Linked DNA regions of Zea mays: region 2 is linked to region 1. The links are chromatin contacts, called in public Hi-C maps. All regions are on one chromosome and are shown on one strand. The core of a region is the stretch at or near the end of the contact, and the rest is flanking DNA. Distances in the headings are between cores, read along the strand shown. Region 1 holds the start of LOC100283020. Region 2 has its middle 51 kb from the start of LOC103652983.

Evidence for each region. Hi-C and Micro-C count contacts between places; a contact is called where the count stands out from the background.
Region 2: a contact with region 1 is called in a Hi-C map of leaf, with 4 times the contacts expected there. The contact joins the enhancer-like site here to the promoter of LOC100283020 in region 1. A contact is called at or near these places in 2 of 25 Hi-C or Micro-C datasets (endosperm and leaf).

Annotation. Positions count from the first base shown.
Region 1 is chr4:27,667,153-27,674,412 of Zm-B73-REFERENCE-NAM-5.0, reverse strand. LOC100283020 reads left to right here and starts at 5,558. Exons shown (of 8, transcript NM_001155922.2): 1 at 5,558-6,028; 2 at 6,110-6,185; 3 at 6,839-6,968; 4 at 7,051-7,162. The coding sequence starts at 5,708.
Region 2 is chr4:27,929,851-27,937,190 of Zm-B73-REFERENCE-NAM-5.0, reverse strand. No RefSeq gene overlaps it. Among protein-coding and RNA genes, the nearest start is that of LOC103652983, 51 kb to the left of the region's middle. Within about 2 kb of position 5,395, at least 18 of the 20 cell types and tissues checked have an H3K27ac peak or open chromatin away from gene starts, as enhancers often do. A contact at or near this core is called in leaf, where this site is marked.

The DNA of each region.
Region 1 (7,260 bases), core at 4,309-6,808:
TAAGGCTAGAGAGCGATGCATTCAAATTGTCAATCTTAGTAATCAAACTAGCATTATCATTTCTAAGACTAACAATTGAATCATCACAAATATCTAACTTCTCAACCTTAGCAATTAGTTTGGCATTTTCATTTCTAAGGTTGGAAATAACATCATGGCAAGTGCTTAGCTCACTAGACAAATTTTCACATTTTTCTACTTCCTGAGCATAAGCATTTTTAGTCTTAACATGCTTTTTGTTTTCCTTAATAAGGAAATCATCTTGGCTATCCAAGAGTTCATCCTTCTCATGAATAGCACTAATCAATTCATTTAATTTCTCCTTTTGTTGCATGTTAAGATTGGCAAAAAGAGTAAGCAAGTTATCCTCATCATCACTAGAATTATCCTCATCACTAGAAGTTGCATACTTAGTGGAGGATCTTGATTTTACCTTCTTCTTCTTGTCGTCCTTTGCCATGAGGCACTTGTGGCCGACGTTGGGGAAGAGAAGGCCTTTGGTGACGGCGATGTTTGCGGCGTCCTCGTCGGAGGAGGAGTCGGTGGAGCTTTCGTCGGAGTCCCACTCCCGGCAAACATGGGCATCGTCGCCCTTCTTCTTGTAGTACCTCTTCTTCTCTCTTCTCTTTCCCTTCTTGTCGTCGCCCCTGTCACTATCACTAGACAAAGGACATTTAGCAATAAAATGATCAGGCTTACCACATTTGTAGCAAACCTTCTTGGAGCGGGGTTTGTAATCCTTCCCCCTCCTTTGCTTGAGGATTTGGCGGAAGCTCTTGATGATGAGCGCCATTTCCTCGTTGTCGAGCTTGGAGGCGTCGATGGGAATCCTACTTGGTGTAGAATCCTTCTTTTCTTCTTCCGTCGCCTTGAATGCTACGGGTTGCACCTTGGGTGTTGAGGTGGCGCCTTGCTCGATGATTTTCTTGGAGCCTTTGATCATCAATTCAAAGCTCACAAATTTTTCTATCACTTCCTCGAGAGACATTAGTTTATACCTTGGATCACCACGAATTAATTGAACTTGTGTAGGGTTAAGAAAAATGAGTGATCTAAGAATAACCTTGACCATTTCATGGTCATCCCACTTGGAGCTCCCGAGGTTGCGCACTTGGTTCACCAAGGTTTTTAGCCGGTTGTACATGGCTTGCGGGTCTTCTTCTTGGTTGAGCATAAAGCGACCGAGCTCCCCCTCGATCGTTTCCCGCTTGGTGATTTTGGTCACCTCATCTCCTTCGTGCGCGGTCTTGAGTACGTCCCAAATCTCTTTGGCGCTCTTCAACCCTTGCATCTTATTATACTCCTCTCGACTTAGAGAGGTGAGGAGTATAGTAGTTGCTTGAGAGTTGAAGTGCTCGATTTGGGCCACCTCGTCCTCATCATAATCTTCATCCCCTACGGATGGTACCTGTACTCCAAACTCAACAACATCCCATATGCTTTTGTGGAGTGAGGTTAGGTGATATCTCATCATATCACTCCACCTAGAATAATCTTCACCGTCAAATGTCGGTGGTTTGCCTAATGGGACCGAAAGTAATGGAGTATGTCTAGGAATGCGGGGGTAGCGTAGGGGGATCTTACTATACTTCTTACGCTCTTGGTGCTTAGAAGTGACGGACACGGCGTCGGATCCCGATGTAGATGGCGATGAAGAGTCGGTCTCGTAGTAGACAACTTTCTTCATTTTCTTCTTCTTTTCGCCATCCTTGTGCGTCCTAATGCGCGAGGGGGATCTTTCCTTCTTTTTGTTGTCGAACTCCTTTGATGGAGCCTTCCCGTGGCTTGTAGCCTTGGCGGGGCTTGTAGGCTTGTTCCCGCCGATCACCATCTCCTTCTTGGCGTGATCTCCCGACATCACTTCGAGCGGTTAGGCTCTAATGAAGCACCGGTCTCTGATACCAATTGAAAGTCGCATAGAGGGGGATGAATAGGCAAATCTAAAATTTACAAACTTAAGCACACACTGCAAGCCAGGGTTAGCATTAGAAATATAAACGAGTCCGAAAGAGAGGGCGAAAAACAAATCACAAGTGAATAAGAGCGGATGACACAGTGATTTGTTTTACCGAGGTTCGGTTCTTGCAAACCTACTCCCCGTTGAGGTGGTCACAAAGATCGGGTCTCTTTCAACCCTTTCCCTCTCTCAAACGGTCACTTAGACCGAGTGAGCTTTTCTCTTCAATAAAATGGGACACTAAGTCCACTACAAGGACCACCACAACTTGGTGTCTCTTGTTTTGATTACAAGTGAGTTGAACACAAGAAAGAAGGAAGAAGAAAAGCAATCCAAGCGCAAGAGCTCAAATGAACACAAATGTCTCTCTCTCTAGTCACTAATTTGGTTGGAGTGATTCCGGACTTGGGAGAGGATTTGATCTCTTTGATTGTGTCTTTGAATGAAGTCTAGAGCTCTTGTATGTGGTTTGATGGCTGAAAACTTGGATGCAATGAATGGTGGGTGGTTGGGGGTATTTATAGCCCCAACCACCAAAGTGACCGTTGGTGAGGGCTTCTGTCGCATGGCGCACCGGATAGTCCGGTGCGCCAGCCACATCACCCGGCCGTTGGGTTCTGACCGTTGGAGCTTCTGACAGGTGGGCCACCGGACAGTCCGGTGGTGCACCGGACAGTCACTATTCACTATCCGGTGCGCCTTCTGGCGCTGCTCTGACTTCTGCGCGCGCAGGCGCGCACTGTTCACTTTTACTGTTCCGTTGCAGACGAGCGTTCGCGCTGTGTAGCCGTTACTCCGCTGGCACACCAGACAGTCCGGTGAATTATAGCGGAGCGGCTCCCAGAATTCCCGAAGGTGGCAAGTTTGGAGTTGGGTTCCCTGGTGCACCAGACAGTCCGGTGCGCCAGACCAGGGCTGCCTTTGGGTTGTCTTTTGCTCTCTTTATTTGAACCCTTTCTTGGTCTTTTTATTGGTTTGTTGTGAACCTTTGGTACCTGTAAAACTTATAATCTAGAGCAAACTAGTTAGTCCAATTATTTGTGTTGGACAATTCAACCACCAAAATCAATTAGGAAAAGGTGTAAGCCTATTTCCCTTTCACACATGATCTCGGACCGTTCGACCCTTCATCAAACCGTCCAACACCCTATGTCGGACAGTCTAGAGTCACATAGAGCCTATCACAAGGGTCACATAGTACCAGACGGTCCGGTCCACTCGCAGACTGTACAACTGCACAGGTCGAACCGTCTGGAGCACCAGAAGTCACCTATGATCCGCCTAGTGCGGTAGGCCGACGTAAAGATAATCGGCCACCCAAGCCTCAAGAGCCGAAAATGTCACCCGTCACTGAGTTTGTTTGGCCCGCTAAGGCTAAATCTTTTGTTCGCTCTCACCCGCACTCGACACAAAAGGAGAAAGTTAAGTTCACATTTAATGTTGCTAAATGTGATAAAATATTTGATGAGTTACTTAAGCATGGTAATATTAAATTGTCATATATAATTCCTCCAGTTGAATAATTAAGAGGACGTGTATATTGTAAATGGCATGGCTCCTTTCTTCATAACACCAATGATTGTGTTGTATTCCGTCGACAAATACAATCAACTATAAACTAAGGTCGGTTGAGATTTCAAAAAGAGGTGAAGATTGATAGGCCACTTATCCCTGTCACCACATTAGATCCAACGAGCAAAAAAGTCTTAGTTCAACCATGTGCGATCGATAAAAGCAAAGATAAAAGTATCGTCGTTGGTGATCCTCACACGCCAAAATATGTCACGTAGAGTGGTTACTCGGAAGTCTCCAGACAAAAGGAAGACCGGAGGCACTGGGGCAAGCACGATCGAACACCCGATCACGGTCACCTGTCCTACGTATGCCAAACGATCCGGGTACTAAGGTCGGACAGTCCGAGACAGGCGCGGACAGTCTGGCTATGAAGGCCGAACAGTCCTCAGACGACCAGAAGAAGCAACCTCAGACCGTCGGACCACAACATTTCAAAACAAGTATTGGGAAGCAAAACACTTCCAAGACGTCTGGCCGACTTAGCAGAGTCGGTCCTACTTTTGATCAGCTGCTTGCTAAATAAATGAAGAAGGTCATTCCACGCAACCGACCAATAAAACAAATGAAGTCAAAAAGACGATCCGTGCGAAATCAAAAGCCAACTAAACCGGCCCAAAAGGTAGCACAACCAAAATCACCTAGTCATCCTCCTCCAGGGATGGCATGGTGCTTCCCAGTCTATCCATCGCCGATGTGTTGTCCTACTCAAGTGTGGGGTGGTATGACGACGAATCCGTATTGCTGGCTCAATCCGTTTGCTTATTCAGGCTAGGGGCACCACAAGTTTTTGCCTATTGACATGTTGATCAAGCAGACATGGCCGAAGACAATGCAATATGAAACGACCTTTGTACATCAAAGTTCAATCAAATATTTATATTATCTGATCACAAGAGCTGATGGCTTGCATCGAGTTGAGTCCTTACTTCGGGAACAAAATAAATCATGAAGTCAATTGTTTCTGAAGTTTTCGCTGGTGCTTTTGGTTCGCCAAGCTCCACCAAAAGGTAGGGGGCATGTGTAGACCACCAAAAGTGACGAATGGTCCAGCCCTAGGGTCCGGACGATTCGTGGCCCCGTGATCAGATTAACTCGGACGATTATCCTTATCTCATGCGTGTTTGTCCATCTAATCATGTGGGGTTTGTTAGCTATCGCCTAGGAATGGGTCCAGACCTCCCCTATATATATATGAAGGGGTACAACCGATTGAGAACCCCCGATCACATTCCAATCGAACCAATTACTTTATTTATCATTCCTTTATCATTTCTGCCCTAGGAGTAGATGTAGCCTAGCCTTAGTTGTAGCTTTCCGCATATCCACCTACACCTCTATTTGACTCTACGTCGTCTAGATCCGTCTTGTGTGGCATGCCAACCCCAAGACGAACCTAGGATCTTACCCTCCCCGGGGGCAAGATCTAGTTGTCCATTAAAAATACTATGTCTCGGCTGCCTATTAATTTCTAGGCGACTCCACATTATCTGGGGACGCCCTGGGTGATCTATCGACCTGGAGCGCCCTAAGATCTCTCTTATTCTATCCCCTATTTATAGACCTTACTTCGGGTACCCGTTCCTAGGTATCCGATAATGTCCTTCAATATCGACATTCGAACGGAGCATTAGACTATCCCTAACAACTCCTTTATTCTATCCCCTATTTTAAATTTCACTTTACAAATAATATGTATAGTGCAAATTCATATTTTCCAGGATCCACCGGAGATAACTTTATAATATGTGTAGAAAGTGCATGAAAATGAGTAGTATAATGCACAGTCACTTCTATAAAAGAGATATTACTCGGAAAATAAAATTAAGGGCTAATTTGGAAACTACATGTTTTCAATTTTTTTATTTTTTCGAGAAATTAGTTTAATTTTTCTTAAAAATATAAATCTCTCGGAAAAAACGGAGTTAAAAAAATAGCCTAAAAAAATTTAACGGGAGAACATGCAGCAGGTGGCCAGGTGCGGCGCCAGCTTGGCTGGCCTACCACCGTACCGTGCCCCCCCGTCTCACTCACAATCCAGATCCCGAGATCCATCGTCTCATCATCTCCATCCCCAAATCCGCAATTCGTCGTTCTCTCTATCTCCTCCTTCCGAACCCTCGCCCTCCCAGCCCCCAAACCCCAATCTGTCTCTTCCGCTAGGTTTAGCGTAATTCCATGGCCGGCGCCGGTATCCACCCGTTCCAGCAGTGGCCACCCACGGCGGCCGCGCCGCCCCCGCCGGGGGCCGCGGCCTCGGTCGCCGTCCCTCCTCCACCCCCCGTCCCCGGCGCGCCTGGCACCGTTGGCCCGGACGAGGTCCGCACTATCTTCATCACGGGGCTCCCTGCAGACGTCAAGGAAAGGGAGCTGCACAACCTGCTGCGCTGGCTCCCGGGATTCGAGGCGTCCCAGATCAACTTCAAGGGCGACCAGCCCATGGGCTTCGCGCTCTTCTCCACCGCGCACCAGGCCATCGCCGCAAAGACTGCGCTCCAGGTTTGTTTCGGTTCTTGATGGTGGGCGAGGGTTTGGACTTCGCAGGGATGAGATGTGACCCCGGGCACCCGTCATCTGCAGGATATGGTGTTCGATGCTGAGACCAAGGTGGCGCTGCACACCGAGATGGCCAAGAAGAACCTCTTCGTTAAGAGATGTGAGATTTTGTCCACTTAACATTCACATGTTCTCTCTGCTGTCGCTCTAGTAGCATACAATATTAATTAATGGAATCTCCAACCGCATAGATAGAGTTTATTGATGCATTAATACAATGTTGTTGGGATAATCTTCATTCCATGTGCTGTCATGGCTCTTCTGTTTGGTTCAAATTCAAAAGGAGCAACCTGTGATGCTGGATACATTGAGTTCACAACATCTACTGAACATAGTTTGTGGTTTTTGAGACAAGGCCTATGATATCTAGTCCCTAGCCTTTTCTTTGAAATTTAATAGAATTCCCTTAATTACACAACAAATTTAAAGCAATAAACCTTATAAAAATCAGTAACCGGAAGGCAGGCCCATGCACTGGCTTCTTTATTGGAAGAAGGTATTGTCATCGTTTGTAACCTGGAGGTTGTTTTGATCAATGTCAAATATATGATCTTGAAGTACAAAACTGTTTTGATCAGGTTGTTTTGATCATGCAATACTAGTGTTTTGCCAGTTTTACTGCTTCGCACAAAACGGTCCAGCTTGATCTTAGATTGCCCCTTCAATAGCTGTTTGCTTCCAGTATAATGAATGGTTTGGTTACTATGATGTTTTGCATATCTATTATGTCTTGAATGATTAAAACCATTTTAGGTGTGGGAATTGATGCAAATGCTGTGGATCAAAGTAAACGGTTGCGAACAGGTGGAGATTATACTCATTCTCCTTATGCTCCTCCATTTCATCCACCTCCACCAGCTGTTTCCATGTGGGGAACCCCAGGGTAAGTGTTTATTCTTTTTTCCCATGCAGTAATTAATCATTCATCAAGGGCTTATCATTTCTCTTTCTTGGATATGATTCAGTTATATCACAGCGCCACCTCCTTACAATCCATATGCTGCGTATCCAGTCCCCCCTGTAGCGATGACTTCACCTGCTCCTGTTACAGGACCAACTGCCTATGCTCCTGTGCAGGTAATTTTAGAGTAAATATTGCCTGATTCATTAATAAAAGATTGCGTTATTTATTTTTTGATGGTCATGATTTTGTATTGAACCAGTCTTGACAGGTC
Region 2 (7,340 bases), core at 4,146-6,645, 260 kb before region 1:
TCAGACCTGGGTTTTTACCCCCTTATCGTGCCACACGGTACCACTTGAGTGAATATGGGGGGAGGAATCCACAGAACCCCAAAGAGCTCTTCAACCTTAGACATTCATCACTAAGGGTGACAATAGAGAGGGCCTTTGGTGCTTTGAAGAACAGATTCAAAATATTATACAACAAACCTTTCCATCCATACAAGACACAAGTAAAGCTAGTCCTAGCCTGTTGTATCCTCCACAACTGGATTCTTCATCATGGGAATGATGAACATATTCCACTGGAAGAAACATGGGCTGCAAATCAAGTTCATGAGAAAGCTCCCCATGACCTTGTCATGGACAATGCTGCATGGTCTGCTACTAGGGAAAATTGGGCTCAACAAATGTGGCAGAATAGGGCCTCACATAGGGGATAGTGGTCATTATGTATTGTGCTAAGTTGGCTGAGAACATTGTCTATTAGCAATGATGAACTATCTACAATTTTGAACTCACTTTCTTTGTGCTAAGTTGGCTGAGAACATTGTCTATTAGCAATGATGAACTATCTACAATTTTGAACTCACTTTATTTGTGCTAAGTTCCTTTATGTGATGTGCTCAGTTGCAATGATGACATTACTTACATCCTGATACCATTGTCGACTAGCAATGATGAACTTTCCTATGTCATTACTTTACTATGTTAAAACTGCAATTTTGTTACTCTTCTATGCTACTTCTGCTATTTTCTTCTACTTCTACTATCTCCCCCCTAATCTCTATCTCCCCCCTAATCTTTTACTTGTTCCAGCTATGGCTGACATGGTCTCTGAGGTTGCTGGTCAGGGGGCTAGGCCTGCTCTTAGGTGGACTGCTGTAATGTCTGGGTTTGTTCTCCATCGTTTTGTTGACTTGATAGGAAATGGGGTTAAGACTAACAAGGGTTTTAAGGAAATCCACCTTAACTTTGTTGCTAAAAATGTATCTGAGTTCTGTGGCCAAGAAGTAACAGGCCAACAAGTGTACAATCACCTTCGTAAGTGGAGGTCTAGGTGGGTCAAGGTTTGCAAATTGAAGGACATTAGTGGCGCTCTTTGGGATGAGGATAACTTTGTCATAAGCTTAGAAGAGGGTCATTATGCTGCTTACATCAAGGTTAGGACCAATACCTTCTATTTTTCTAACCTGTTAATGCCACTCTTCCACTTCAAATTCTCTTGTTCTAACTTGAGTTGCTAACTCAATAGGATCACCCAAAAGATGCTGATTACCTCAATAGGCCCATAGAGAACTATATGCCTATGCAAATCATATTTGGAAGTGGGGTTGCCACAGGTAAGTTTGCAATGGGTTCAAATGAGCCTTTGGGCAAGCCAACTGACATTGTTGACATCCTAGATGATGGCATTGAAGTGACCTCAAAGTTTGTTGATTGTTCCAATCTAACTAACAAGGGGAAGACTGTTGACAAGGGTACCCCTGGTGAGTCCAATGATAACAAGCCTAACTTAGGGAAGAGGAAGAGGTTCATGACTGATGAGGATGTTGCTGTGTTCAATGGGATGAAACAAGCTGTTTCAGATGTTGTTGCTGCTGTCCGTGAAAGCATCCATGCTGAAGCAGCACCTAGGATCTACAGTGTTGTAATCAACTGTCCTGGGTTCTCTAGGGAGGCTCTCATGTATGCCCTAAACCACATGATGGAGCACAAGGCCACCTCCCTGGTGTTCCTGTACATGACTCCTGATGATCGTGACCTATGGCTTAAGACTTTCCTAGCCAAGCACTACCACAACTTATGTGATCTGATCTGTCTAGAACAATGATGTATCCCTGAGTTCTATGGGTCTATGGGCATCTATACTGTTTAAGAACAGATTTGGTCCACTTGCTCTATTCCATCTATACTAGATGCTACTTAAGAACAATGATGTATCCTTGAGTTCAATGGGTTTCCCTGTTTAAGAACAGATATGCTACAGTTTATCTGATGTGTCTCTCCTTTATCCTGATTAAGAACAGATTTGGTACTTGAGAACAATGATGTTTCCCTGAGTCCTATGGATTTCCTTGTTTGAGAACTGATATGCTACACTTGATCTGATGTGTGTGTCCTTTATGCCAATGATGATAACAAAAGTGAATATTAAGCCTACTCAGTTAGCCAGCCACTAATAACAGTCATTTATGTTGTTTTGCTGTTTTTGGTGTTTAAGAACAGATATGCTACACTTGATCTGGTTTTGGTTTTTGAGAACTGATACTCCTATCTATATTAATAACTATTTCATATTTAATGAGCTGGTTACACTGTCATGTAGGATCAATTTTACTAAGTTGAGGCTAATATTAATAACTATTTCATATTTACAAGTCCTGATGCTATTTGTTATTCTGTTCTATCATCTTGAGCTGGTTTTGCAAGGGTTTCATATTTACCAGATTCAGATATTTACAAGTCCTAATGTTCTGTTCCTACCATTTTGAGAACACAAGTCAGATGGTCTCTATTTGCTATTCTGTCATGTACTAAAATTCAGTCATTCTATTTGCTATTTGCTTAAATCAGAAAACTTGCTTTTTGAGAACACTTGTAAATAGTGTACAGAAAAGACACTCCTATCTTAAATCAGATGGTTTCTATTTGCTATTCTATTTGCTTTTTGCCAGTTTCAGAAAAGACACTCCTATCTTTTACAAGTTTTCAGCTGTTTACAAGTTAGATGGTCCTATCTTTTTGCCTGTCTGTCATTAGATAAGGAGCCTTCAGCTGTTTGTTTTTAATGGCCTCCATACTTCTTCATCCGGCGCACCTTTTCTTAGCGCCCCATACCTCCATCCATCCTCTTTTTTGTCTGTCTGTCATTCTATTATATATCCTATCTTGTTAATCCAATTATCTCTATTTGCTGGTTTTAGAAGTTAGATGGTTTCTATTTACAAGTGTTTTACAAGTGTATTTATTTACAAGTGTATGTATTTACAAGTGTCATGTATGTACAAGTGTCATATATTTACAAGTGTCATGTATTTAAAATTTTGTACAAAGAATTCTTTATTTCTGATCAACAGATTATCAGACTGATATGCTGTACAAAACTCTATATAGTAGCCAACTTGTGTTAATATAAAATTCTGTACAAAATTATCAGCTAATGATATTAGACATACAAGTGTCATACTGATATTAATTTGTGTTATTAGTAGCTTTTTACACGGTCCTATATTACTTGCATCCAGTTATACATGTGCACACCAAACACGTGCTCACCAAATCCTGGTTGGTTACATTCAGTCAACCAAACAACCACACAAATTATTACTTGCATCCACTAATACAGGCTTGGCTTGGCCTGCATGAGCTTATGAACCAGGCTCTGCCTAGCCAAGGAACCAAACACACGCTTGGTGTCCTCCTCCATGCGCTTAGGAGTCCCTTTTATAGCCCCAAGGCAGCTAGGAGTCGTTGAAGATCAACATGGAAGGCTATCCTTGCCTTCTATCGAGTGGCGCACCGGACAGTCCGGTGCGCCACTGCGCGATCTCCTTCCAAATTTGGTATATCAGATCGTTGCTCCTCTGGGCTGATTGGCGCATCGGACACTGTCTGGTGCACACCGGACAGTCCGGTGCACCAACTTACCGTTGGAGCAGTCCACGTGTCGCGCGAAGATTGCGCGGCTGATCGTTGCTCAGGCGACCGTTGGCTCACCGGACAGTACGGTGAATTATAGCCACGTCGCCCTGAAGCTTTTCCCGAGAGCGACGAGTTCGCCGCGGACGACTCACCGGACAGTGGTATGATCAAGAGATATGTGGTTACTTTTGCTGAGTTTGCCACTGCAAACATTCTGGACTATGGTATGATCTCACATGGGGTAGACCTTTATACTGAGGATCAGTTTGAAGACTATGCTTAGTATTATGAACCTGTCAGGCTGGGTATCCCTCGGCGATTTGGAGAGACTCCAGGACTGAGGCATCATCCTACTGTTATCAACAAGATTGTCAGGGTCACTATTCATCACAAGTGTGGGGACAAAAGCTAGATCAAAGATAAATTCTAGAATATTATTGATCATGTAATGAAGGGGAAAGTGATGAATGTGGTTCTATTTATGATGAGGCAGTTCAATGATCTAAAGATGGATAAAAATCAAAACCTGGCCTGCGCTCCATATATTATGGCTCTAATCAGGGCCAAAACCATATTTGAGGGGCGGTGTGAGACTGCTCACACTCCATTTAGACCTATCAATAATGAGATTGGTTTTCTCACTAGGTCTCTCACCCCCTGACCTGATGATGAGGGAGTTTCTACAAATGACTTCGCCACTCAGCCTGAGACACATCCAGCTCAGCAAATGCCACCTCCTCCACCTCCTCAGTAGCAAGGACATCACTGGCAGCCCGCACCTGGTTACTTTGTGTAAGTCCCAAAATCTGTATAAAAATATTATTATTAATAAAATAAATATATGAAGAGATAAAATAGTAAATTCAGATATCTCAAATTATACTTGAATGTTGAAAATTGAGAACTAAATTTTGGAAACCAAGAATTATTTTAGAAGAGTAATAGAAAAGCTTTCTATTCAACTAAATGATTATGCATTTCACTAAATGATGCACCATAAGTATTTAGTTACATGAATATTTAATTTCGAAGTAACTTTAAACTCAAGTTCCGTACTCAAAATACCATTTTCCTAAAAAGAAAGGAACCATGAGTGTGTCTCATATTTCAAACATTTATCAAACAAATAAATCAATTAAAATAAATATATATCTATTACTCCATAATTGATTGTGAGTGTGTGTTAAGTTTGAATTCTTAAACTATATCCTAGATTGGAATTGGAATTTTGTAATGTAAAAAAGAAAATTTATTAAAGTCCAAAGATAATTTTAAGGTCTAAAAGATATCCTAGAATTTGAAAAAAAAAGAGAAGGAAAAACCACACAAAAATAAAGGATATGGATGTATAAGTAAATATAAAATTGTTTATACCAATATTTGAGATTGTACATTTGATCTAAGTTTGAACCCTGTTTACATATAATTCAAAATAGAAATACAAAATATGAAAGGAATTGAAAATAGAGAAGGAAGGAGAGAAATATTATGCAAAATAAAATAATGTTATAATTAAATAACTTCACCACATGTTGGTGTGATCAAATTGCATAGTTAACATAAACTTGAATTTACACTTAAGTTGAATTCAAAATTTAAATTCAAATGAATCAGGAATAAAAGAAAACAGAAAAGAATAAAAACAAAAGAAAAAGGAGAAAAAAAAAGCTGCGCCTGGGTCGTTTCTCCCCTCGCGGCCGGCCCATTTCCGCTCTCAACCGCTCCACCCCGTGTCGCTGGCGGGCAGACCCTTGGGTCAGCCTCACTGATGAATGGGCCTCCACATGTCAGCCGCAGCCTGCTGCTCCCGCGTCCTGGTTGCTCTGCCGCGTGGGGCCATTTTGTCAGAGCTTCCCCCCTCCATCGCAACAACCCCGCGCGGGATTTCCTCCCCATCGTGCGCGCGCGCCGTGGAATAGCCACGCGAATCTAGTCGTGGCTGTTAGGAATCGGTCTTGGGGGTATAAAGACCAAGCCTCGCCGTGCTCTTGTTCCGAGCCCTCCGATAAAGCTGCCAGGGTCGAAACGCCATTGGCGTGAGGTGCGTAGGTAGGGAAACTCGACGACACCGCTGTTGTTCCGCGTCTGCGCTAATATTCTGGTGGCCGCGGTAGATCGAGGGGTTGCTCTTGATGGTGGGCAACCTAGTCGAGGCATCGGCAAGCCTGGGGGAGCCCTGGAACTTCACCAATTGCTCACCGGAGAATCACATCCGCCGCGGGCCACACCGCCCCGTGGCTGTGGCTCGTCTCGACACCACCCCGGGTAAGTAGTTACCTAATCGGTTCGCCTAGCCATCCTCTCCACAATTTTACGAAGAAATCGCGAGTATAGTGCTCGGTCTTCGGATCGCCTGAACACTGGTGATAGGGCTACCGCAGATTAGGTATGACCGCCGGGTTTGGAACCTAATCTCTAGTAGAACCACGCCCGTGGACTCGCCCCAAACCCGTTGGGTGTAGCTCCTGTCGAATCGAAGTGCCGGCAGCGTGGGCGTGTGCCTGGGTGTTCGGACATGGCGCCACCGTGCCGGAGTCATGTGCAGCTCCGGCCATTGCCGTTGAGTATTGGTTAGGCGGCGTACTGACCGTTAGATTTTCGCCAGTTGGCTAGGATTAGCTCTGGGGAGGATGCACCGTGAACCGTTGATCGGTTAATCAATGGGGATGATCAGGGGATTGGATCCGGGTGGTGTGAACCACTGATCTCGTAGCGAGTGGTGGATCGGGGTTCAAAATGTCTGGGTCGTCTGATCTTAATCCAGCGACTATTAGTGCATACCGGTTCTGGCGAGGGTTAGATCTAATCGGAGCCATCCAGAATTGATCCAACGGCCCTGATATGTCGATACCCCTTCGCCGTTTGATTTTGTAAAAGAGCCCTGTAGAATCCAGTAATCAACCCGGTCTCCTAGGGGAGGTGTAGATTGTGTCTAGGTTCATTTTGCGCCTGAAACCCTACCTTCTCTGGTATTTGACGCGCTGTCCAGGTAATTAATAAAACTAGAGAAAATTATATAGGAAATGATTTTCAATATAAAATTAATTGCAGAAACTTAATTAATTCCTAGAAAATGCATCTTTACTCCTTTTTAGTCCATTCTAGTTCCTATAATTTTGTAATAATGTTGTTTATCACATAGTGACACTGTTTTAACATGAAAATGGTATTAAAATTTATTTCTTAATTAATCTCGTATCAAGTACATAAAACCTTAGGAAATTTGTAACTTCTTCGTTTTAAATCCGATTTGACTCGTTCCAATTGCGTTAGCTTCATATAAATATTTAGTATACAGTGATAGTATTAATTATACCATATTGCATAATTTTATAGTTAGATATTTATTTAATCTATGTTAGTAGATTTACCCTTTTAATCAAAGATTAATCTGTTTATGATTATAAGGTGACTAAACATGATCTAGATTAAAGTTGAAATGATTATTTAGAGTATATTTTCTCATAATAATCAATTTATAATATAATTTAATGTTCAACCACATAAATCTCTCATAGATCACAACTCCTTAACCGTAACTCCGATCTTAGTGATTCTTGAGCCCACGATCTCGTAGCTTCACGTAGATCATTAGTAGTCAATTTGTCGTTATGTTTGGTGTAATGTTAATTTTGTCTATACTATGTTTGTTTGTATTGCTACGACTAGCAGTGAGGTCACGAGGATCTCAAGAATCACCCTGGTAACTGGAATCTCAAGTGCCAGGC